Regions from separate parts of the Sus scrofa genome. Here regions 2 and 3 are each linked to region 1. A link is a contact called in public Hi-C data. All regions are on one chromosome and are shown on one strand. The core of a region is the stretch at or near the end of the contact, and the rest is flanking DNA. Distances in the headings are between cores, read along the strand shown.

Evidence for each region. A called contact is a pair of places that touch in the nucleus more often than the background predicts.
Region 2: a Hi-C map of embryonic fibroblasts shows a contact between it and region 1, with 1.9 times the contacts expected there. The contact joins the promoter of DYNLT1 here to the enhancer-like site in region 1. A contact is called at or near these places in 2 of 47 Hi-C or Micro-C datasets (embryonic fibroblasts and heart right ventricle) and 2 of 2 datasets of contacts at active chromatin or transcription factors (alveolar macrophages and skeletal muscle).
Region 3: a contact with region 1 is called in a Hi-C map of embryonic fibroblasts, with 3 times the contacts expected there. The contact joins two enhancer-like sites. A contact is called at or near these places in 1 of 5 promoter capture datasets (liver), 8 of 47 Hi-C or Micro-C datasets (embryonic fibroblasts, fetal heart ventricle, fetal skeletal muscle and 4 more) and 1 of 2 datasets of contacts at active chromatin or transcription factors (alveolar macrophages).

Annotation. Positions count from the first base shown.
Region 1 is chr1:8,272,142-8,276,052 of Sscrofa11.1, reverse strand. No RefSeq gene overlaps it. Among named protein-coding and RNA genes, the nearest start is that of RSPH3, 31 kb to the right of the region's middle. Within about 2 kb of position 2,387, at least 16 of the 83 cell types and tissues checked have an H3K27ac peak or open chromatin away from gene starts, as enhancers often do. A contact at or near this core is called in alveolar macrophages and embryonic fibroblasts, where this site is marked.
Region 2 is chr1:8,554,661-8,558,359 of Sscrofa11.1, reverse strand. It overlaps DYNLT1 (dynein light chain Tctex-type 1), which reads right to left and starts at 2,277. Exons shown (of 5, transcript NM_001145385.1): 1 at 2,220-2,277. The coding sequence starts at 2,246.
Region 3 is chr1:8,609,011-8,612,836 of Sscrofa11.1, reverse strand. The region is part of intron 6 of TMEM181 (transmembrane protein 181); the gene reads left to right. Among named protein-coding and RNA genes, the nearest start is that of TMEM181, 31 kb to the left of the region's middle. Within about 2 kb of position 2,571, at least 50 of the 83 cell types and tissues checked have an H3K27ac peak or open chromatin away from gene starts, as enhancers often do. A contact at or near this core is called in embryonic fibroblasts, where this site is marked.

The DNA of each region.
Region 1 (3,911 bases), core at 1,138-3,637:
TGCTTCTAGTTTTGGTAATCATGAGGAAAACTGCTATACATATCCTCGTGTGGTTTTGTGGGTAAACACAAGTTTTCAAGTCTCTTGGGTAAACACCAAGGAGTACAATTGCTGGATTATATGCTAGGAGTATATATCATTTTGTAAGAAACTGCTAAACTGTTTTCTAAAATGACTGTACCATTTGCCTTCCCACCAGCAATGAATGAGAGTCCTTGTTTCGTATCCTCACCAGCTCTTGTTGTGTGTTCTGGATTCTGGCCATTTCATTAGGCCAAATTGTTTTAATCTGCAATTCCCTGATGACAAAGACATGGATCATCTTACCATATGCTTTTCTGCCATCTGTATATCTTCTTTGGTGAGATATCTGTTAAGGCGTATGGCCCATTTAAAAACTATTGTTGCCTTACTGTTGAGTTTTAGGAGTTCTTTTTATATTTTGGATATCAGTCCTTTATCAGACCTCTTTTGCAAATATTTTCTCCCAGCCTTATGTCTTGCTTTTCCATTCTCTTGACAGTGTTTTTTTGCAAACCAGAAATAATTTTAATGAGGTTCAGATCATCCATTCTTTTTCTTATGGATTGTGCTTCTGCTGTTACATTAAAAAGTTATTACCAAACCCAAGGCTACTAGATTTTCTCCTATATTATAGGATAACTTTATAGTTTTGCATTTTACATTTAGCCCTGTGATCCATTTTGAGTTAACTTTTGTGAAGGGCGTAAGGTCTGTGTCTAGAATCATTTTTTGCATGTGGATATCTGGCTCTTCTAACACCATCTGCTAAAAGGCTATTCTTCCTCCATTATACTGCCTTTGCCCTTTGTCGGGATCAGCTGAGTATACTTGTGGTTTATTTCTGGACCCTCTATTCTACTCCATTGATCTATTCATCTGTTCTGTCACAAATATCAAATTGTCTTGATTAGTTTTATAGTAAGTCTTGATGTTATAGTACCAATTTTGTTCTTATCCTTCAATGCTGTATTGGCTCTTCTGGGTCTTTTGACTTTCCAAACTTTAGAGTCAGTTTGTTGACGTCTGCAAAAAATAAGCTGGAGTCTTGATGGGGACTGCACTGATCCTATAGAACAAGTTGGGAAGAACTGACATCTTGACAATACAGAGTCATCCTATTCATTAACATGAAATGTTTCTCCATCGAGTAGTTTGGTTTCGTTCATCAGAGTTTTGTGTTTTTCCTCATATAAATCTTACACATATTTTGTTAGATTTATACCCCCAATCTTCACTTACAAGGGGTGCTAATTTTAATAGTATTGTTTTAATTTTAAATCCCATTTGCTAATTGCTGATACATAGTAAGGATATATAGTAAATTAACTTTGTATATTAATCTTGCATCCTGTCACCCTACTTTAATCACTTATTTGTTTCAGGAGGCTTTTTTTGTTCTTTCAGATTTTCTACATAGACAATCAGGTCATCTGTGAATAAAGACTGTTTTATTTCTTCATTGTCAAGCCATATACTTATATTCTTTTTATTGTATTAGCTAAGACTCAGTATGATATTGAAAACGAATGGTGAGAGGGGACATCCTTGCTTTGTACCTAATCTTAGTGGAAAAGCTTCTAGTTTCTCATCACGGTGTCAGCTGCAGGTATTTTTGGTAAATATTCCTTACCAAGTCGAGGAATTTCCCTCATTCCTAGTTTACTGAGAGATTTTTTTGTTTTGTTTTGTTTTTTTCCAAATCATGAATGGATGTTGACTTTTGTCAAACACTTTTCCTGCAGCTATTGATATGATCATGTGATATTTCATTTTTAGCCTATTTTTGTGATAGATTACATTAATTGAATTTGAAATGTTAAACCAAGCTGGCATTCCTGGGATCAATCCCACTGAGGCGCCCTGTGCCGAGGGGCTCTGTGTGTGTGGACTCACACCTTCAATATTTCAGCAGTTGACAACTCTGACTTAGCTTCTAACTCCTGCTTGTGTAGCTCCTCAAGGTCAGCCAGGGGTGAGAGAAGAGGGCCTTCCCAGGGCTTTCCTGGGCCTGCAAACAACCCTACAAAGCACCCTACATGTAGATTCCCAGGAACATGCTGAAGCTTTTCAAAACCCCCTATGGACATCTCATTCCTCAGATTTCCTTTTCAAGGGTTTTGGCCAGCCTCCTGCTTTCTCTGACTGGCATTTTTGCCTAGGGCAGCTGTGATATTAGAATAGTGCTGCTGATTCTTTTTTCTTTCTTTCTTTTTTTTTAAACAAAAGTCCTGGTGTTAGGACTTTCCTCACTTAGCAAGCTCTTAGTCAGATCAAATAAAGATAAGCTCTGTTAAAGGGCTTACCCAGGGAGCTGCCAGAGAGGTCAAACAGTGACAGTTTTCTGGAGATGTGGCTTTTCCAGGGAGCCCCGAGCATGTTCTGCTCCCTCCAGTGGCTGATGGGCTGCTGGTTTTCTCAGTTACCATGGTTTTGAGTCTGTTGGTTTTCAAGGCTACTGTGGAGCTGGGAAGAATGAGATGGGAATAGGCCAAGTTTAAATGCCACTCTTCTGAGATTCAGCCATTTTCCTTAAATAAATGCTCTTCACTGATGCAAGCCTCTGGTTAATTTCCAGAGTTCTGAAAATGTTATTTTTTGGATAATTTTTGCCTGTGTTCTCATTGCTTTTATGGAGGAGCTGATTTCAGAAGTCCTTACTCCACCATTCCAGAAGTGCTTCTTCCATAAGCATTAATTTTTGTACTGTGCTGTAATGTAACATGTTTCAAGACCTTCTGTGGAATATTCCATTTTTGCCCTAAACTTCTGCGCCTTGTGAACTATTTTTTCCTGCTTTTATTCTGCCTTTATTTTTCTTCTAAATGTTAGCCCACCATCTTTCTACAGCAGCTCTCTCCTTGTCAGTATACTACTTCTAACACGCTGCGGGCTTAATAATCAAACAGCGAATCCGTGTAGCAATGTTAGAATGGTTTGCATGGTCCGCTGCAAGAGGTGTGGGTCTTGTGACACTGTGACTACTCAGAAATCACTTTGGCTTCCTCTCTTCTATATTCTAAAAATGAGGTTTCCAGATATCTGAATTTAGAGGAAGTGAGCTGGTTATGTCCAGATCACACTCTTTGCTAAGTCAGATTCATCTACAGTCAGACGCCTAATTCTGGGAGACATGAGTGAAGATGGCTTTGACCAAGTAGGATTTTCAAGGAAGCAGTAACCAGGATGGAGAGTGAGAAAGCTCTGAAATTATGTCACATGAGGAATAGTGGAAAGGTGGTGATACGTCATTGGGAAAAAGAAAAACTTGGAAAAAAAGAAAAACCACTGGAGTATAGGATAGACTGATACAGTAATAAAATTATTCTGTCTCCCTCCACCATAACCATGCCACTTTGTAACAGCTTATAAGCCAAAAAGCATAAGTTATAATGGGACAGATTTTGACTTAGTCAGTATAAAAGAAATTTCTAATAATGAGAACCGCACACTATAACTCACTATGTGCCATAGCCTGAGGACCCTGTATTGGATAGAAGACTAGAGAATATGACAGCCAAGGTCATATCCTTTTCTTTTTTGCGGGGAGGTGGGGGGCGCGCACACATATATGGAAGTTTCTGGGCCAGGAACTGAATCTATGCACAGTAGCGACACGAGCCGCTGCAGTGACAACATTGGATCTTTAATCCACTGTGCCACAAGACAACTAAGGTCAGGTACTTGCAACACTATTTTAAGCATCTAAGATACAGGCTGGGGCCCACTGCCACCCCTACAGAGCTGGCCGACGACTTTAGGCAAGATAAAAAAATATCCAGTGCGAGTCTAGAGTCTCCAAGGTGTACAAAATATTTTTGAACTCTGTCTACCAAGATCTCTTTATGGTCATTAAATTACGTATGAAGTTGGAGGCAAGCTGACTTTAC
Region 2 (3,699 bases), core at 1,028-3,527, 280 kb before region 1:
TTAACTGTTTCTTTCCCTGATGTAAACTGACTAGATTTGAAACTTCAGACGTTTTGGGTTTGGGCTTTTTTTTAACCACTATTAGTGATATGGCTTACAATGATTTTATGGTTTCCTGTGGTGTTTTGTCCCAGTGTTGTCCTGCTTCAGGACTAGACAGCCGGCTGCTGCACAGTGTGTATCCGCCAGTGTGTCAAGATGAGGTGGGGGGCAGGCTGTGAGCGGTAGGTCTAGGCGCCAGGATTTAGGAGCAGTTTTCTTTTTTCTTTCTTTTTACATAAGGGACTTTTGAATGGATACAAGGTTCCCTCTGAGCCCTGGAAATACCTTCACGGCAGCCCCGGGGCCTCAGTCCACGAGCATCCTGGTGGGATAAAGGCAGAGAACCCTGCTCTGGGCAGGGAATTTTCCCCCTGGCTGGGCTGCTGGCCCGTGGCCCTGTTCCAGCAAGGCCCCTGTGCATCCAGGAGGGTCGAGAGCTGACTGCCTGAAGCCCCCTCACTGGCTGTCCTCCAAAGTCATACTTGCAGACAAAGCCAACTGGCCAAGATAATGAAAATTTGCAGTTATCTTACAGAGGTTAAATTATTTTTCAAAGTTTAAAGGCTCCTTCCAAGAGACTTTGGTGACCCTAAACCATACAGGAAAGTCCCTGCGGTTAAAATATGAAAAAGGGTGAAGGGCATTTCAATGGGCTTTTAGTGGAAAGTACAGCAGTTGCACAAACCACTGGGCAGTTCCAACTTCCAAGGACAGATAACCATGGACCAAGAGGAGAGTTACAGAGCTCCAGGTAACTACATGAAGTTTGCTCTGCAGAGGCTGTTGGGAGGAGTGGTGTGGATACCGAGGGCAGGCCCTCTAGAAGGCAGACAAGGATACACGGGCCTTATCCTGCGCACAACACCCATCACGTTCAGCTCCTTTGTTCTCAGATACGTAGTTGAGATCTGGAATAATGAAGTCACTTAGCCACCTCCCTGGTGAGAGCCAGGATAAGGTGCAGAGAAACAAAATGCCAGGATACCAGGCTTCTTTCTACATTGCCATTTTCCTTCTTAAAGTTTTACTCAATATTCCTATCATACAAGCCTTTTTCCAATATGATAGGAGTTAACAGCTTACAGGGAAAAGCTTCCCTTGGCTAGCTGCTCCTGAACCACCGTTTCTCCCAATGACCCCTGGTCGCTACCATCATTCAAACACTGCTGACGACATTGCCACAGAAAGCTGTGCTAGGTAGGAAACTAGATAAAAATTGAAACTCTGAGATCAGTCCTTAGGCCTTACATATATATTCTTTTCCCCTCAAAACATTCTTGCGTAAATTTCGAAAATGGTAAAAATATCAAACCTTACCGTATTTATCTACACTTTTTATTTCTGACAGGCTGCATAATACACAGGACTCCATTCATCTGTATTTCAACAAGAATTATTTAGCAAAAAGACGGGCAACTTATTCTTCTCTAAGAGCAGTTCCCTTGGTATAATATTCCCTGAATGCTCATAAGCTTGAAGCAAAGCCAGGTAACAACACACTGTTACGATGAATGGCTTCTGCTGGGCAAATTACTGTATGCTTTATGCTGCTGCTCCACTGGGGCAATAAGAGGTGGCTTTTTTCCCCACAAACAGAAGCTTCCTACAGCTCAAACTCAAGCGGAAATGTACGTATGGTGGCCTGGGTGGGAGTGAGGCCAGCAGAGAACAGGTGTAGAACCAAAGACAAAGGCAGGTTCTCCTGTGGTACACGTGTGCCTTTTGCCCACCGCCTGAGCATCAAATCTGCCCGACTGGACGGACTTGGAAGATATAACTGTACGTGCGGGTCGCGCATGCTGCTCACTGCGGAGTCTTGCAAATTTCAGCCAGCGGACGCACCAGCGGCCTCCGTCTTCCCCACCCCAGGGCGGGGTCTGCACACGGAATCAGAGGGGCGAGGGACCGCGCTCTCCCGGGGACGCACGCGGCGCGCGCGCCTTCACGCCCCGCCCCCGAGCCCCGCCCTGGGCAGGACAACGACGCCGGGAGTCCGCCGGGCGGGGGTTCGCCGGGAAGCGCGCCGCAGGGCACCGCTGCAGGCAGCCGGCGCCGGGGACGGCCGCCCCCCACATCCCGACACAGCCCGGGTGCCGGCACACGCCCCTGGCGGCCGCCGCCCACCCGCACCCGGAACTCCCAGCCTCCGCCCTTCCCGCCGTCGACACGGCCGTTACCTCCTCGGTAGCCTGGTAGTCTTCCATCTTCCCTCCTGCGAGTCGCCTCCGCCTCCCTGAGTGGAGCGCACTGCGCAGGCGCACTCAGGCCCCGCCCCGCGCTCGCGTCCGGCCCCGCCCTCCCCTAGGGCCCCGCCCAGGCCGCTCTAGGGCGCCGCCCTTACCCTGGGGCCTGTGCCGCCCTGGCCCGCCCGGCGGGTATTTGGGATGAGCCCTTGCCGCTCTGGTTCTCCGGGGTGGGGGTGGGGGTGTTTACCGCGGGAGCCCCACCCCGGTGTCCCGGCAGCTCCCTGGGCCGCTGCAACTGAAACAAAACAAACGGACAAGCCAGTCCGGGAGGGGGAGAGTCTTCCCGGCCCCTCCCTCCAGTTTGTACTGGGTGGGTTAATTTGAACGTTCAAGCGGGTTTGGACACCTAGTACAGACTGCAAAGTGATTTCTCAACATGATGGGAAGTCTGAGATAGTGTTTGCAGTCCCCTTGGGGATCCAGGATCAGGAACTTTAGTTCTAAACGAAACCTTCCTTTGGGGGAGGTAAGTTTTTCATATAAATGAGATTCTTTTTTTTTTTTTCTTCAAGCACCATTAAAAAAAAAAAAAAAGGCCTTTTGGTTGGAAAATGTAAAATGCTGCATACTTTGTGATTGCCTTAAGCAGCATGACCTAGACGTACACTTAACTTGTATAGGGTCGTTATAAAAATTAGTAATTGCTCTGGGCTCTGGATTCTCTCCAGGAATAGCTGGGTCTATGCACCTGCTTGCATGTGAGTGAGGCTCAGACCTTTGACTTTGGGGCTACTTTCTCTGTTGTTTTCTTTTAACCACGCCTTCGAAGTCAAATGTCACTTCTTACCTCACCAAATCCCAGGAGTTAAAACCCACTTCCTCCTCCTAGGAAGGGCTGACCACAGCACCCTGAGTCTGGGTAGAATGAAGCGGTAGAGCCCACGTTCAGTCACATCTGCAGCCCTTGTTTCCACTTCTAGAATCTAAGTTCCATGCTGGCAAAATCCATTTTATTCACCAATGTATCCCCTGCCCCTTTCACTGTACATGGTAAATATTTTAATTTAAAATGTGTTGAAGGAGTTCCCATTGTGGCACAGCGGAAACAAATCCAACTAGGAACCATGAGGTTGCGGGTTTGATCTGTGGCCTTGCTCAGTGGATTAGGGATCTGGTGTTGCTATGAGCTGTGGTGTTGGTCGCAGACACGGCTCAGATCTGGCAATGCTGGGGCTGTGGCTTAGGCTGGCCGCTGTAGCTCTGACTGGACCCCTGGCCTGGGAACCACCATATGCTGTGGGTGCGGCCCTCAAAAGACAAAAGACAAAAAAAAAAATGTATTGAGTGACTCATCTCCCCACACATTAGTTCCGCTTTATACCCAGTTGCAGAGAACTGAGTAGAGGGAGGTGCAGTCGCCTGCCTCCTTGTGGGAAAGGGGGGCACAGAGGAGGGCAGAGAGTGAAAGGCA
Region 3 (3,826 bases), core at 1,322-3,821, 340 kb before region 1:
GTCACAAGCATTGATGCCTGAGTCATCCACACTGGAGGTCCCATGTGGGGTCAGGTCCTTCCCAGGAGCTCCTTTGAAAGTCCCTTAACCTCTTTCGGCCTCAGTTTCCCATCTGGGAATGAGGACAGTGACTACTGATAAATCAGCAGGTTGTTCAGAGGATCCACTGGCTCAGGCTTTGCAGGTGCTCAGTCAACCTCACTGGAGAGCACGACCCCCTGCGCAGAGCCGATGGGGCGACGTGAGGCCGGAGTAATGGGCCCAGTGGGCTGAAGCTGCCCAAGGAGGAGCTCACTCTTGGGCTGACACGACCTCACTTGAGACACGGTCTATTCTGAGCTGAAAGAGGGAGCTTCTGGAAAGAAGGCTGCTCGGCCGGGATCGGCCTGGAGGCGCTGACAGATGACCCCAGCTTCCTCGGAGCCCCAAATATGGGGGTCCCTCTCCCTGGTCACAGCGCCCCTTACAGCCCCTTCTGCTTCCTTTGCCATCACTGTGTCACTATTTGGTTAGTGTTTGTTCACTGGCTGCGTCCACGAGAAGGTTAGTCCCAGGGGGGCAGGGCCTTGCCGGCGAATTCACCACCTGTTTCCAGAGCTGAGGCGAGGGCCCGGCCCACACTGAAGCAAAGGTACTGTGGAAAGAACAAATAAACGAAGACAAGAGCGATTTCAGTGATGCTGGGCCGCTGCTCAAGGGAGGAGCAACTTCCTGGATACGTTACAGGAGGCAGTTTGGCCTCAAAGATGTCAAGTCTTTTAAGACCTGGCGTCATAGGAAAACAGCAAGGGGTCTGTGGGCATGTCTCAGGAGAGGCCACGCGGCTGGCATGGTCCTCAGAGAGGGCATTTCTATACCAGATAAGCTGCTTCAGCTGGGAGGTAAAAGCTGGCTGCCTTTGGACAAGTGCAGCCATCAAGCGTGTTTTGTTTAGTCCTCAGTGTTTAAACTATTTTTTGAATTCGTTTCCAACATTTTAGAATCAGAAGGTTATCACGTGAAAAGTCACATTTGAAGTCGGACTCTTTCAAAGCGCCAAGTGGCAGCTGCCCCTTTAGACACCGCACGCGCTGGCTCACGCTCCCCGCCTGTCCCCTCAGGTACTGGTGCTCACCTTCCCTGGTTTTGTCACAAAGAGCCCTTTCCTTTGAGAGTCTATGAAAATCATTTGAGAAATGATCTCTTGTTATTCCTCTCGGAATCTCTGTTTTCGATTCAGCGTGTGAGTGGAGTTTCTTGTAATGACCTGGGATTCAGGCTGTCGCTTTCCCTGGTGACCCGCCCCAGCTTCGTCACCTCCTCCTCGCCAGCGCTCAGCCCGGACCCACGCCTTCTCTCCCACCTTCTCCGCTCCCCTCCCCCAGGGAGGCAGGTGCCCTGCCTCAGCGCCACTGTGGCAAAGCCATGCTTGTCACACTCTGCTTTTGCTTTCCCTGCCTGTAAGTTCCCCAGGGCAGGGACTGTCTGTTCATGGTGGCATCTTCCTGCCAGTTTCAAGCCTGCTGACAGCGGAATGAGTGAGGACACACACGAAGGCAGCTAGGGTCTTTTATTCTCCCCATGCAGGCTGACTTTAAATACACCCACAGCAACATTTCAGGACCTTCAGTGGACAGGGGACATTTCAACCAGTGCTCCAAAGAGAATCTGGGAATATCCAAACAGAGGCTTCATCTGTTCTTGATTACAGAGCTCTAGAACTGTGAGCCAAGATGCCCAATCTAGAAAAAGTGCTTTCAGTCGGCAGATGTCTTAACATTGTGTAGAAACAACTGCCACTGTCGGTGGCTGCGGACACTTGCTCCTGTTGTAGGCCTTAGCAGCCCCGCCACCTGCCCCACCAGTTACACTGTCAACTCTGTGGGAGGTGGGATGTGGGGTCCACACCCACATCCTTCCTAGGGGGCAGTGCTTGTCCTGGGGACAGAAAAGCTGCACACCATGGTAGCTGCAGTTTAGAAAGGCTTTGCAGGGAGTTCCCATTGTGGTGCAGCAGAAACGAGTCAAACTAGTAATCATGAGGTTGTGGTTAGATCCCTGCCTCACTCAGTGGGCTAAGGATCCCGTGCTGCCCGTGAGCTGTGGTGTAGGCCGCAGACGGGGCTCGGATCTGGCGTTGCTGTGGCCGTGGTGCAGGCCGGCAGCTGCAGCTCCCATTAGACCCCTAGCCTGGGAACCTCATATGCCATGGGTACAGTCCTAGAAAAGACAAAAAAAAAAAAAAAAAAAAAAAAAGGTTTGCAGAACCTGCCAGAAAGAGCTAGGAAAGCTCTGTCTTCATCATATGGGGGTGTCAGAGGTTTGCCCTGGTTTTTAACCTCTTTGGGGTCACAAACCTCTTGCGGAATATGAAAAGTTACAGATCTTTTCCCCGGAAAAATGCAGACACCTATGGGTCTTTCAGACAACCGCAGGGCACTCGGGACTCCCATGCCATTCTTAGCCCTGACTAAGACGCCCTGGAAGCAGGAGGGCGGGTGACTTAGCGTGCTGCCCCTCGCCAGGGCCCAAGTCATTCATTCCGCGGGGAGCGCTGGTGCGACACGCCCCGCCCCAGGGCCGGCCTCCGGGCCCCTCCCCCGCGGCCACGCAGCCGGGCCCGCCCCCGCCCCGCCCCCCGCCCCGCCCCCTCCGCGGCGCCGCTTCCGCACGCGTGACCGCGGCCGCGCGTCGCGCTCTGACGAGTTTCAAGGAGCCGGCTGCTCCCGGGCCGCTGTCGCTCCGGCGCCGGCTGCGGCTGTGGCTGCAGCGGCTGCAGTGCTGCGTCGGGCAGGCTGGGGCGCGGGCCGGGGCCGAGGGCCGGGGCGCCGCGATGGAACCGTGAGTGCCCGCCCGGGCGGGGCGGGCGGGGGTCCCTCGGGCGCCCGGGCCCGGAACTGGGGCGCCGGGGTCCTGCTCCCGGGAACCCTTCCGCGGGAGCCCTCCGCCCACGTGGAGCCCGGGGGGCCGGGGAGGGCAGCGCCGCCGGGGCTTCGTGGGGGTGGCCTGGCGTAGGGACCTCCCCTATCCCCCAGCCTGCCAGCCCGGCTGACTTAGTGGAGACGGGTCGGGGTTCCGGGACCGGCCTTGGCCCGGCGCGCATCCCAGAAGGGCCCTTCCAGGTCAGCCCCGGCCCTGCTGGCTCGGGAGAACCGAGTGACCCCGTCCGTCGCCAGCTCCATGCCTCTCCCGGAGACCCCGCCCAGCCTCCCTGCTGGAAAGGTGGTGACCCCCCTTCCCCGCAGTGGCCCTAGTCCTCACCTCTGTTAAAAGCGCCCTGAGCGCCCCACTGCTTTTTGTGATCTAGCCCAGCGCCAGGTAGACACTTTACAGAGGCTTTTTGCTGATGCTGGCACGTCGGGAGCCTGCTGCGGCCTCTTTAGATCTTGGGGATACCCAGCTTTATGAGTTTTGCAATCTGCTGACTTTGGGCCTATTACCGCTGTGAAGTTAGGGTTTTAATGAGGAAAAAAACCTGCCCAGAGCCCCACAGACGCCAACCCTAAAGCTTGCTTTTGATGCAGCAGCGCACCTGGGTTTCCCCTAGGGGACATCTGAAAAAGAAAGAGAATTAAGTTTAGCCCTTGGGTCCAGAGAAGGAATGCTTGGAGTCCCCTTGCCTCGTGGAGCAGAGTCTGTGACAGGCTTAGGGACCGGTTCCCACTTTTGAAGGCAGCCTTAGGATGGGACTGCGTGAGTTTCTGTCCGTGTTTGGGGTTCGGGGGCGGTAGACCTCTGTTGATTTCTCTAACTGGACCCAGAGACGCAAGATCCGGCTGTTGCCTGAATGCAGACAGGTGTGGTGGAAGGAAAGGCTTTTCCTCCTGCTCAAGTTTCTGACTTCCGG